Regions from separate parts of the Sus scrofa genome. Here region 1 is linked to region 2. Evidence: chromatin contacts called from public HiChIP or PLAC-seq data. All regions are on one chromosome and are shown on one strand. The core of a region is the stretch at or near the end of the contact, and the rest is flanking DNA. Distances in the headings are between cores, read along the strand shown.

What was found. HiChIP or PLAC-seq counts read pairs in DNA pulled down with a chosen protein or histone mark.
Region 1: a contact with region 2 is called in an H3K27ac HiChIP or PLAC-seq map of alveolar macrophages. The contact joins two enhancer-like sites. A contact is called at or near these places in 8 of 47 Hi-C or Micro-C datasets (alveolar macrophages, brain, embryonic fibroblasts and 4 more) and 1 of 2 datasets of contacts at active chromatin or transcription factors (alveolar macrophages).

Annotation. Positions count from the first base shown.
Region 1 is chr3:31,765,014-31,771,171 of Sscrofa11.1, forward strand. It overlaps LOC102157603, which reads left to right. Exons shown (of 53, transcript XM_021086611.1): 48 at 2,048-2,253; 49 at 2,342-2,519; 50 at 3,198-3,307; 51 at 3,607-3,723; 52 at 3,888-4,029. Among named protein-coding and RNA genes, the nearest start is that of RMI2, 47 kb to the right of the region's middle. Within about 2 kb of position 4,773, at least 8 of the 83 cell types and tissues checked have an H3K27ac peak or open chromatin away from gene starts, as enhancers often do. A contact at or near this core is called in alveolar macrophages, where this site is marked.
Region 2 is chr3:31,414,601-31,420,010 of Sscrofa11.1, forward strand. All of the region lies in intron 5 of TXNDC11 (thioredoxin domain-containing protein 11), which reads left to right. Among named protein-coding and RNA genes, the nearest start is that of SNN, 38 kb to the right of the region's middle. Within about 2 kb of position 3,936, at least 9 of the 83 cell types and tissues checked have an H3K27ac peak or open chromatin away from gene starts, as enhancers often do. A contact at or near this core is called in alveolar macrophages, where this site is marked.

The DNA.
Region 1 (6,158 bases), core at 3,523-6,022, 350 kb after region 2:
TCTACCCTCAGGGCTGTGGCAGCAGGACCCAGCACGGCCAGGCAAACAGCAGAACCATCCCCCGGTAGCACGGGCATCGTCGTGTTGGGCCCATCGGGTCCTGAGCCGGGCTTCCCAAGGTCCAACAGGACTAGGCTGCAGATCCAGGCTTGTGTCCAAAATGTAAGAGCCTGAGCATGAGCCAGGTCCCTCCCGGTGGACGCTGCAGGAGAAGCACAAGGCAGCCCTCCAGCAGCTCCGGAAGGCCGCTAATTGAGTCCAGACTGTGGGTCCAGCAAGGCCTGGAGGTGCAGGCAATGCTGGGACCAGATGTGGACGGCCCCGGAACTCAGGGGCGTGGAGCCCCTGGGAGTTTGCATGGGCTCCCTGATGAGTGGGATCTGGTGAGTCTTCTCATTTCTCAGTGAGCTGGAGGGAGCAACGTGACTCACTCGTGTGTTCATGAGCATGTGCCCTTCCTTTGCCCAGGAGAGTCTCAGGTCCACGGACAGGGTTTGGCAAGAACGGGTGTGCAGTGCGGCTCTTACGTAGGGCAGGTGGATGCCCTCCCAGAGTCAGGGGTGCTTTGCCTGTGAGGCAGCACGGTGCCTGGAAACCGCCTGGCCTCTGGTTCTGCGTGTGTGACCTGGGCCTGGCCTGGGACCTTCAGTGCCACCACCTGACAAGGGGGCCCACGGTATCCAGCCCCCCAGCCTCAGGGGCCATCACAGGCCAGCAACTGCCAGGAGCCTGGCCTGTGTGTGTGTGTTCACCACCCCCCAAACCTCTGCTCTGCAGTGCTGGCTGGATGGGTCAGAACTGCCCCCTTTCAGCACATTTCCTGCCCACTGTGAAGAGGGCAGAACCTGGCCCACATGTCACCTCCCTCCTAGTGGATGGAGCCTTTGGCTATATATATGTGTGTGTGTGTGTATTTGTGTATTTATATATGTATGTGTGTATATGTGTATATAGAGATGTGTGTATATTATAGGTGTGTGTATGTATGTGTGTATATACAGCTGTGTAATGTGCATATATGTGTGTATGTATGTATATGTGTACCTGTGTGTATGTATGTGTATATACGTATTGTGTGTATATGTGTATATATAGGTGTGCATGTGTGTGTGCATGTATATATGTGTATAGCTGTATATATATGGGTATATATATAGGGGTGTGTGTATATGTGTATGTATATGGGTATATACACGTGTGTATATAGGTGTGCATATGTGTGTGCATGTACATTATAGCTGTGCGTGTTTATGTGTGTGTATATACATGTATATACGTGTGAGTGTATATATGTGTGTATATATGGGGTGTGTGTATGTGTATTGTGTACATGTATGTATCTAAGTGTATATGTATGTATATGTGTGTATAGATAGGTGTGCGTGTGTATACATATATGTGTGTGTGTGTGTGTATATGTGTGTATAGCTGTGTATATATGTGTGTGTGTGTATATATGTGTTGTGTGTGTGTGTGTGTGTACACAGAGGTTTTGACAGTGAACGTGACTTCTTCGGGCAGCAGCTCCACGGAGGTGCGACCTCCATACCCGCTGGGTCGCCCATTTAAAGTCATGACTCAGCGGCTGGTGTGTCTCCATCTCTGCAGTTAACGGCCGACCCTTCCTCACCCCCTAGACCCCTGCTCCCTCTGCGTGGTGTCCCCCACCCTCGGCTTCCCAGGCTCCTCTGCGTGTCTCTGGATTTATCTGTTCTGGACGCTCTGTGTGAACGGACCCGTGTAACACGTGCTCTTTTGGAACCGCCCAGGCCACTCTGTGGGGTGTGTCCGAGGCTCGGTGCTGGGCGGGCATTGCTCCTCAGTCCCTTTTGGGCCGACCTGGCTGTAGCCCATCCATCTCAGGGCGTCCCTAGAGCTCAAGTCCTCTGGAAGCCCGGGGTTCCTGGGGACCGACCCCACTCCCCACGTGGGCTGCCCCTGGGGATGCAGGCCAGGGAGGAGCAGGCCCTGGTCACTGTGGGCTCAGGGCCCCCCTGCAGGGGCACAGCAGGTCCTGCTCACCCTGCCTCCGGCTTCTTCTCCCCAGACCATGCTGTGGTAGCTGGGGCCAGGCACCTGGTGACCTTCGACGGCCGGGTGTGGGGCCTGGGCGCCCGCTGCGGCAGCCTGCTGCTGGCCAAGGACTTCGCCCGGAACACGTTCTCACTGACATTAAACCAGGCAGGCTCGGGGCTCACGTCCCTGACTGTGGAGCTGAATCACACCGCCCTCGTCCTGTACCCTGGCCTGAAGGTAAGCGTGCGAGAGGGGAGAGCCCTGGCCACCCAGGCACATCCCCGCCTCCTGTTGCTGTCTCTCTGAGCCCCCTTCTGACCCCTAGACCTACAGGCTGTACGGCTCCTCCCCGCCTGGGGTGCGCTGTCTGGACCTGGATCTGCCTCCTGCCGAGACCAGGAGGGACGTTTCCAGGATCGAGCTGGACAATGAGGACGGTGTCTCTGTCACCTGTGACGTCCAAGCCGGCCTCTGCAGCCTGACTCTGAGCATCTGGCAGCACGGTGGGTCTGCCCCCCGCCTCCCCGGCAGCCTGTGAGCCAGTGGCCCAGACTTCTGACCCCAGTGCGCAGCACTCTGTGTCCCTGGGAGGCTGCAAGCTCAGGGATGCCATCAGGCGCACAGCCCAAGCGGTATCCAAACAGCCCCAAAAGCTCAGAGCTGGAAGAGGGTCCGAGGCCATCTGTCCCAGCTTTGATCACGCCCAGCATGCACCAGTCCCGACTCCAGGGGCTGCACAACTCTGGACGCAGCCCCGCTGTTTGCCCGCTGCCCTGTTACAGGTGCTGTACCACACACGGTCCACTCCTCGTGTGACCCGCCCATGGTCACCCTGGGACAGAGGGCCTGACCCAGGTTGATGTAAGGCCCCCATGCCCCCGAGCAGCAGGGCCAGGCTTTGAGCCCAGGGCTCTGCCCTCAGCCCTGGGACGTGCTGCGCCCCTTGATCCGGTTGGGCAGCTCCATGGACACTGTGCAGAACCTGCATCCCAGCCGCTCGGGGTGGGGATGGTGGCCCGGGGAGGCGCCCACGTGCTCTCCTGCATCCTCTTCCTCCTCTTCCTCTGGGAGAGCTGGGGCTGGAGTTAAGGGGGTCAGGACGGAGGCCACAGGGCCTGGTAATGCCCCTCTGCCCCTGGCCAGCATGCCCTGACGGCCGGTCCTGCCTTCCCTGACCCCAGGCCTGTCTGCCGGCCTCCTGGGCACCAACGATAACGAGGCAGGCAACGAGCTGATGCTGCCGGACGGCACGGTGGCTGGCAGCCTGGAGGAGTTCAGCCTGGCCTGGCAGGTGGGCCAGCTGGCCAGCCCTTCCTCCCTTGGGCTGGGCGTCATCACTGGGACGTGGTGGCCATGGGTGGGGAAGGAACCAGGTGGGATCCAGATGCGCCCTGGAGAGGGAAGCGTCCGGCGACTTGGCCATGGACCTAAGCAGGGTGTGGTGGGCCCCCCTCACCAAGGCTCTTGGGCCTGCCGGCTCTGGGGTGGCCCAGGGGGTGGCGGTCCCCTCCTGAGGCCACTGCACCCAGCGGAGCCGCCCAGGAGAAGAGGTCCAGGCAGGAGGCCAGAGTCTTAGGTTCGTCCCCCCAGGTGAGTGGTGACTGCGAGGCTGTGGAGAAGACACGACCCGCATGCCCAGGACAGAGCCCCGCCTGCCAGGCCCTCTTCCAGGACCCCCGCTCCAGCCTGAGGAGCTGCTTCGGGGTGGTGAGTGTGCGGCTGCAGAGGCCACTCAAGCAGATGGGCTGAGGGACAAAGGTGGCCCTGGCCCCGATCTAGCCCCCCGCCCCCGCCTCTTCTAAGCTACTCCCCAGGGTGCGGGGGGGGGAGGAGGGGGGGCAGGGTCACTGATCGCGGGTGCTGGATTGCAGGTGGACCCCGCGCCCTTCCTTAGCCTGTGCATCCAGGACCCCTGTGGCACCCAGGAGCACCCACCTGCCTGCAACCTGGCAGCCGCCTACATCCACCTGTGTGCCCGGGGCTCCGTGCCCCTGGACCCTCCTCCACAGTGCGGTAAGCTGCCGCGGCCACTCGCGCTCCAACCCTGCCTGGTTGACTTCTGCCTTCCATCCCAGAGAGAAAAACCAGGTTCTTTCTCATAGCTCCTGCCAAGGAGTCAGGCACTTAGCTGTCGTACAGTGAGCCAATCATCAAAGCAAAGTTATATGCAAAGGGGTGCTTATTGAGAAAGACAAAAAGGGCTCGTAGCTCCCGCCTCCATGCCAACTCCAGTGAGCCTGTGACCTCTGGCACAGGAGACAATCTCCGGGAGGTCAGGCAGCTGTAAAGTCAGCTCCTAAAAACATAGAACCACAGGAGTTCCCGTCGTGGCTCAGCAGAAACGAATTGGACTAGCATCCATGAGGTCCCCGGGCCTCGCTCAGTGGGTTACGGATCTGGCATTGCCACAAGCTGCAGTGTAGGTTGCAGACGCGGCTCGGATCTGGTGTGGCTGTGGCTGTGGTGTAGGCCGGTGGCTACAGTTCTGATTCGACCCCCAGTCTAGGAACCTCCATATGCCGCAGGTGCAGCCCTAAAAAGACATAAACTTAGAACCACAGACTTGCCATTAGGGGGGTTGAATGTCCACTCCCTACAGTGTCTGGGGACCTCCAGGCAGCCCTGCAGCCGGTGCCGTGCATGATTCCTGTAGCTCAAGCCCCGCTCCCCAGACCCGGAAGTTAGAGACTACAGCAAACAGCAGCCCTGTAAACAGAGCACTTACTCATGACATTCGTAGAAAAACAGGAAGCGGGGGGAGGTTACTGGAAGATCTAGAGTGACAGGGAGAGAGGTCTCTACATTACAGGAAGGATGATTAGGCTCAACAAGGAAAAGGGGGAAGTGATAGTCCAGGAGCAGGGTGGTGGTCAGGGGATAGAAAATTCCTAAGGGGGAGTTCCTGCTGTGTCACAGTGGAAACGAATCTGACTGGTATCCATGAGGATGCGGGTTCGATCCCTGGCCTCGCTCAGTGGGTTGGGGATCCAGTGTTGCCAAGAGCTGTAGTGCAGATGACAGACACAACTTGCCTCCTGCGTTGCCATGGCTGTGGTGTAGGCTGGCAGCTACAGCTCCTGTTTGACCCTTAGCCTAGGAACTTCTATGAGCTGTGGGTGGGTGCGGCCCTAAAAAGCCAAAAAAAAAATCCTAAGGGGTAACATCAGGCGTGGGCAAGATTCCGGCTCACCTGACCTAACGAGATTCTCGCTGAAGGCAGGCCCGGGTGGTCCCTGGGTGAGGACCCCTAGTCAGATGTTGAGGTGATCAGCTGTGGGGGGTCCTGCTAGAGCTGGATGACACAGAGATGACGGGAGACCGAAAGTCAGGGCTTGCTTGAGAAGAGTTGTAAGGAGCCCAAATAGAGTTTGATCAAGGAGAAAAATCTTTCTCCAAGACTTCAGATGCTAGAATTAGACATTATTAAAGACAAGCACCATTCCAAAACTAAGTTTTAGAAATGAAAAAATAGGAGTTCCCACTGCAGCGTAGGTCACAACTGCACCTCAGCACCGATCCCTGGGCCAGGCACTCCATAATCCGTGCGTGGGGTGGCCAAAAAAAGGGGAAAAAAAAGAAAAACGAAGAAAAGTATTCACTGAAATTTAAACCTTAATAGCAGAAGAGAAAATTAATTGGAAACCATGAAGGAATTTCAAAAACAAAATGAGGATTTGAGAGATGTGACTCCTCAGATTGAAGAAGTACAACGCGCCCCAAATGCTGTTAATAAACCCTTTCCAAGACCCATCAGAGTGACTGCAGGAGTTCCTGCCGTGGCTCAGTGGAAACAAATCTGACTAGCATCCGTGAGGATGCAGGTTCAATCCCTGGCTTTGTTCAGTGGGTTAAGGATCTAGCATTGCCATGAGTTGCGGTGTAGGTTGCAGATTCGGATCTGGCGTTGCTGTGAGCTGTGGTGTAGGATGGCGACTACAGCTCTGATGGGACTCCTAGCCTGGGAACTTCCCTATGCTACGGGTGCGGCCCTTTAAAAAAAAAGAAAAGAAAAAGACACAAACAGAGTGACTGCAGCAAAACCAAAACAAAGGTCTTCAGAGCCATCAGAGAGGATGAAGAAGAGGTGATCTTTCAAGACCCAACCTCCTACCAGCAACGACCGAAGACGGGGCCTGAAGCTT
Region 2 (5,410 bases), core at 2,686-5,185:
CATTAAATACCTTAGAAAGTCCATGCTTTTTGTTTCCATACCTAAAACTGATCTTTTTTTTGTTTGTTTGTTTGTTTTTTGTTTTTTTTAGGGCTGCACCCATGGCCTATGGAGGTTCCCAGGCCAGGGTCCAGTTGGAGCTACAGCTGCCGGCCTGCACCACAGCCACAGCTACTCCAGATCCGAGCCGCATCTGCAGCCTACACCACAGCTCATGGCGACGCTGGATCCCTAACCCATTGAGCAAGGCCAGGGATCGAACCCGCAACCTCGAGGTTCCTTTTGGGATTCATTGCTGCTGCGCCATGACAGGAACTCCCAAACTGATCTTTTCGATTATGTTATTTTTAGCAAGGATGTGATCATATTTCATAGGAAACTGCTTTTATTACCATTATGATATCTCTGAAGCCTTGTAAGTGCTGCTGGATGAGAACTAAGGCCCAAACCAGACATCCCTGTGCTTTGAGTTAGATTCAGAGCGTGACTTTTTTATCAATTCAGTGAGCATGTCGGGATCCACCATGTGCTACTCTGTAAAGATGAGGGAAACTCGTTCCTCACCAGCAGTCGTGCCACCAGCCAGTGTGGCCAACAGGTGGGCCTGCCCCCGGTGTGAATGCAGTGACAAGTCTGTGACAGGCGTCACTGGAGCATGGAGGAGGGGGAGTGTTGAGGTCACGTCAGGGAAGACTGGAGGTGGGGAGGGTCTCCCAGGGGGATGCGGGGTCGGCCTTCAGGTAGGCGTGTGCGGGTGGACGGGGTTGAGAAAGGCAGAAGGTGTGCGGGAACCACATTAAATGGTCGTTTGTAGCTATTTGATTCCATCTTTACTTCTGATTGTTGTGGGATATTTTCTGCCTTCTTAAAGGTGTCCCGTTTAGGAATATGCACATGTGCGTGTTGATCTTTCTATCCATTTTGCCAGGGTCGTCAGGTTTCTTTTGGTGGTGTTTCGTTTTGTTTTGGGTCTTTTGAAGCTGAAAGAAGACTCCTAGACCAAGAACCAAAAACATTTAGATCTTGAAAACCTCTCAGGGATCACCTGTAGTACAGTCGCAAGTTGATAGTAAAACAACTCAGTGCAGGGAGTGCCCGTCGTGGCTCAGTGGTTAACGAATCCGACTAGGAACCAAGAGGTTTCAGGTTCGATCCCTGGCCTTGCTCAGTGGGTTAAGAATCCGGCGTTGCCGTGAGCTGTGGTGTAGGTTGCAGACGCGAGTTGCTGTGGCTCTGGTATAGGTCGGCGGCTACAGCTCCGATTAGGCCCCTAGCCTGGGAACCTCCATATGCTACAGGAGCGGCCCCAGAAAAGATAAAAACAAAAACAAACGAAAAAAACCCAAAAAACTCAGTGCAGACAAACCCAGTTCCTGTCTCCCCGTGACTGCTTTCTGTGTAACACTGAGCATGATAAGCTGATACTGGACGGAGCGCTTTGCCTGGATGATCCAGTCCTCACCACCACTCTTTGAAGTAGGAAATGTTATCATCTCAGTGTCACTGTCCCAGGTGAGGCCCTGGACCTGTGAACAAGCCACGTTACATGGCAAGAGTAAATTGAGGTTGCACATGGAATTGAGTTGCTTGGTCTGTTGGCATCGAGAAAGTGAGATTATGCTGGATTATCTGAGTGAGCCTGGTGTAATCAGGATGATTGTTAAAAGTGGAATAGAGAGGCAAAGGGCACTGTCAGAGAGATGCAGTGTGAGAAGGACTTGTGCAGCCGTCACTGGCTTTGAGGATGGAGGGGGCCACAAGCCAAGGCAGGGAAGGCAAGGAAAGATTCTCCCCAAGAGCCTCCAGAAGGAACATTCCCTGCTGACACCTGGATTTTAGCTCACTGAGGCCCATTTTGAACTTTGGCATCTAGAACAGTAAGATAAATTTATTTTTTAAGCCACTAACTTTGTGGTAATTTGTTAGAGCAGAAATAGCAACCTGATAAAGTCAGGTTCCAGTAAATGGAGTATGAGCTAGGGACCCAGGACCCCGTTACTCTAGCTGCCTCTGCTCTCCTGGGATGTGGGGCAGGTGGCCTGGGGCCGTGTTTGCCCACGATAACTGCTTAAAATGCAGTGCCTTGCCCTAGTTAATACCTGCCTTCCTGGAGTTCCCCTCGTGGTGCAGGGGAAACGAATCCAATGAGGAACCATGAGCTTGTGGGTTTGATCTCTGGCCTTGCTCAGTGGGTTAAGGATCTGGCATTGCCGTGAGCTGTGGTGTAGGTCTCAGATGTGGCTAGGATCTGGTGTTGCCGTGGTTCTGGCATAGGCTGGCAGCAACAGCTCCAATTCGACCACTAGCCTGGGAACCTCCATATACCGCGGGTACAGCCCTAAAAAAGACAAAAAGACAAACAAACAAACAAACCTGCCTTCCTGCTTTTTCAAGGCCCAGCTGAAGGCCTGTGGGATTTATAACTGTGGTCCAGCCAGCAAGAGGGAGACATGGGATGGAGATTTCCACTGTCAGGCTCCCTTCTTGGAACTCCTGTTACACTAGTTGCCTGTGTACTTAGCAGCTACCATTGTTTTCTAAGCTTCCCTTAGAGTTTGTGGTGTCTTCCTAACAAGAAGTCGGCAGGGACCGACTCTCCTAATCAGTCCCGTTAGTGGCAGGTGTCCTGTGTGGTCAAAGCTCACCCAGTCACCTCTTCTCACTGGCCTTCAGGTTTCCCCTCTGCAAAGTGAGGGAGCTTTGCTCTGGTTGCCTCCAAAGGAAGCTTCAGCTTGAAAATGTGTTGGCCCTTGGCCTGTTTTTTAGGCCTGGGAGCTAAGAATTGTTTTTGTATTTGTGAAGGGTTGTTTAAAAAAAAAAGAGAGAAAGAACATGTGACACGTATGCTAGGCCCTGAGAACAGCATAAAAGGGGATGGAGGAAGGCCTTCTAAGCAGATAGGTTTCTTTTGTAAAGTCTTTCCTTCCCTGAGGCTGTTAAAAAAAAGAAGAAAAGAAATTTAAATTGAAATACACGCAAGAGAAGTATTGAGTTGATCGTTTTCATATTAGGCTTTGGTTTAAATGAGACCACTGGTGTGAGGGTGTTTAGTTTACTGTCATGTTAGTATATAGGACAGTGCATATTTAGCTCTGTAGTTTATATTCCCCTAGAATAATGTATTTGGAACTACATTTTTTTTTCCCTTCCTCCCTAACTCACGAAAAAGAAAAAAAAAAAAAAAATCATGGCTAAGGATAGTTCCATGTTTATTTAGAGTTTCACAGTGTTTTGGCAAGTACCAGCATTTGCATATTGTATCTTTGGTGCCCAAATGCCAGATGTTTTCCTAGATAATTGCTTTGTGCTTTATATTAGGAATTTTGAAAATACACAAATCTCAGAGTCACATTCCGGGAAAAAATGTAAGCAACAGCTACAGTTCATACTTTGAAAATAAACATTTCTGTAATCTATTGCATTTCTTGGAAGAGTTTTTCCTTTTGATGAATGCATTCAGCACTGGAAATGTGTGACGTCATCATCCAGTGAATGACTGTGAATCACTGTCAGTGCCGAGGAGCTCTGGAGGGGCTATTGTTATCCCTGTGTATATAATCCTACCTTTTTCTTTTTTCTTCCTTGTCTAAAACCTTGGGAAGAAGACTGGGAAAGCAGAAGTTAATAAAAATGACAGAGTATAGAGCAAAATGAGACTTGTTTCTAGGATGGAAGGTACCAAGGTACAGGTTTGCCTTTGGGGTTTGTTTTGTTTTGTTTTGTTTTTTGCTTTTTAGGGCTGCACCAGTGGCCTATGGAAGTTCCCAGGTTAGGAGTCAAATCGGAGCTGTAGCTGCTGGCCTATACCACAGCCACAGCAACTCAGGATCCTTAACCCACTGGGCGTGAGGCCAGGGATCGAACCTGTGTCCTCATGGATGCTAGTCAGATGCGTTTCCGCTGAGTCATGAAGGGAACTCCCAGGTTTGCCTTTTGGAATGTCACTACTGCCCAGACAGAGTAAGGAAGTGAGAGAAACTTTCCCAGGGGGTAAATACCTTGTTAGCTATGCTGATTAAAAAGCCATGTGATTTAGTCCAGTGGTATTTAGTTTTGAAGTGTATCATGATATATTTGTTAGCAGTTATCTCTGTCAGTATTTTTCTTTTTCTTTTCTTTTTTTTTTTTTTTTGTCTTTTTCTAAGGCCGCATATGGAGATTCCCAGGCTAGGGGTCTGATTGGAGCTGTAGCCACTGGCCTACATCACACCCACAGCAACATGGGATCTGAACCACGTCTGCGAACTACCCCCCGGCTCATGGCAATACCGGATCCTCAACCCACTGAGCCAGGCCAGGGATCGAACCCACAACCTCATGGTTCCTAGTCGGATTCGTTAACCACTGAGCCACGACGGGAACTCCAGATTTATCAGTGTTTTTCCTGACCTGATGCTCCGTTGTGTTCTGTGGTCCCTGAGAGATGAGCTCACACAGAAGCCGCCCAGAGAGCAGATGGCCAGTCCCGATGTAGAAGTGTCCACGTTGTTCGGCTCTGGCATTTCTGCTTGTTCTTTGGGTCGCCTCAGGTACCTTATTGTGGAACACCCCGTGCTCTTTAGGCCTCCGAGAGAATTGATTGCAGAAGCTCAGCAGTTTAGCCCTAGAGTCACGAGGAGAGGGTGGGACACAGTCCTAAAAGTAATCACGCGCTGCTATTGGGGGACTTTCACGAAAAAAACTGAAGAAATGTCATCTTCTGTATCCTTCCCAGATAACTTGTCCAGTATTAAGACTCACTATTTTAGCCTAATCTTCCTGAGTTACATAAATCTTGTTTTTTCCTCAGTGCCACAGTGCAGTAGAACTATCACAGGAACCATGTAGGTATTTTAAAATTTTCTGGTGGCTGCATTAAAATTTAAGAAGTAGTAGGAGAATTTGAGATTTTTTTTTTCCTTTTTTTTTAGGGTCACACCCACGGCCTATGGAGGTTCCCAGGCTAGGGGTCCAATTGGAGCTGTAGCCCCTGGCCTACACCACAGCCACAGCAACACCAGATCTGAGCCATGTCTGCGACTTAAACGCAGTCCACGGCAATGTCAGATCCATAACCCACTGAGCTGAGCCAGGGATCGACCTGTGGCCTCCTGGATACTAGTTGGGTTCATTACTGCTGAGCCTCAATGGGAACGCCTAATTTGAGATATTTTACATTTTTTATTGAACCAAATCTTTTATACCTCACAGCATATCTCAATTCAGATGCTGAACTTTCACTGGAAATACTTGATTTGTATTTAGAGTTCATAAAATTTTCAGTTGAAAAAAGTGATTTACCTACCAAATATTGTTTTATGTTGTTTTAATGGTACTATAATTGACTTACAGTATTATATTACTTTCAGGTTACAAACCCAAGTTGTTTTAAACATGCTTAAATGTTTTCCAGTAACTGAGTTATCACTTT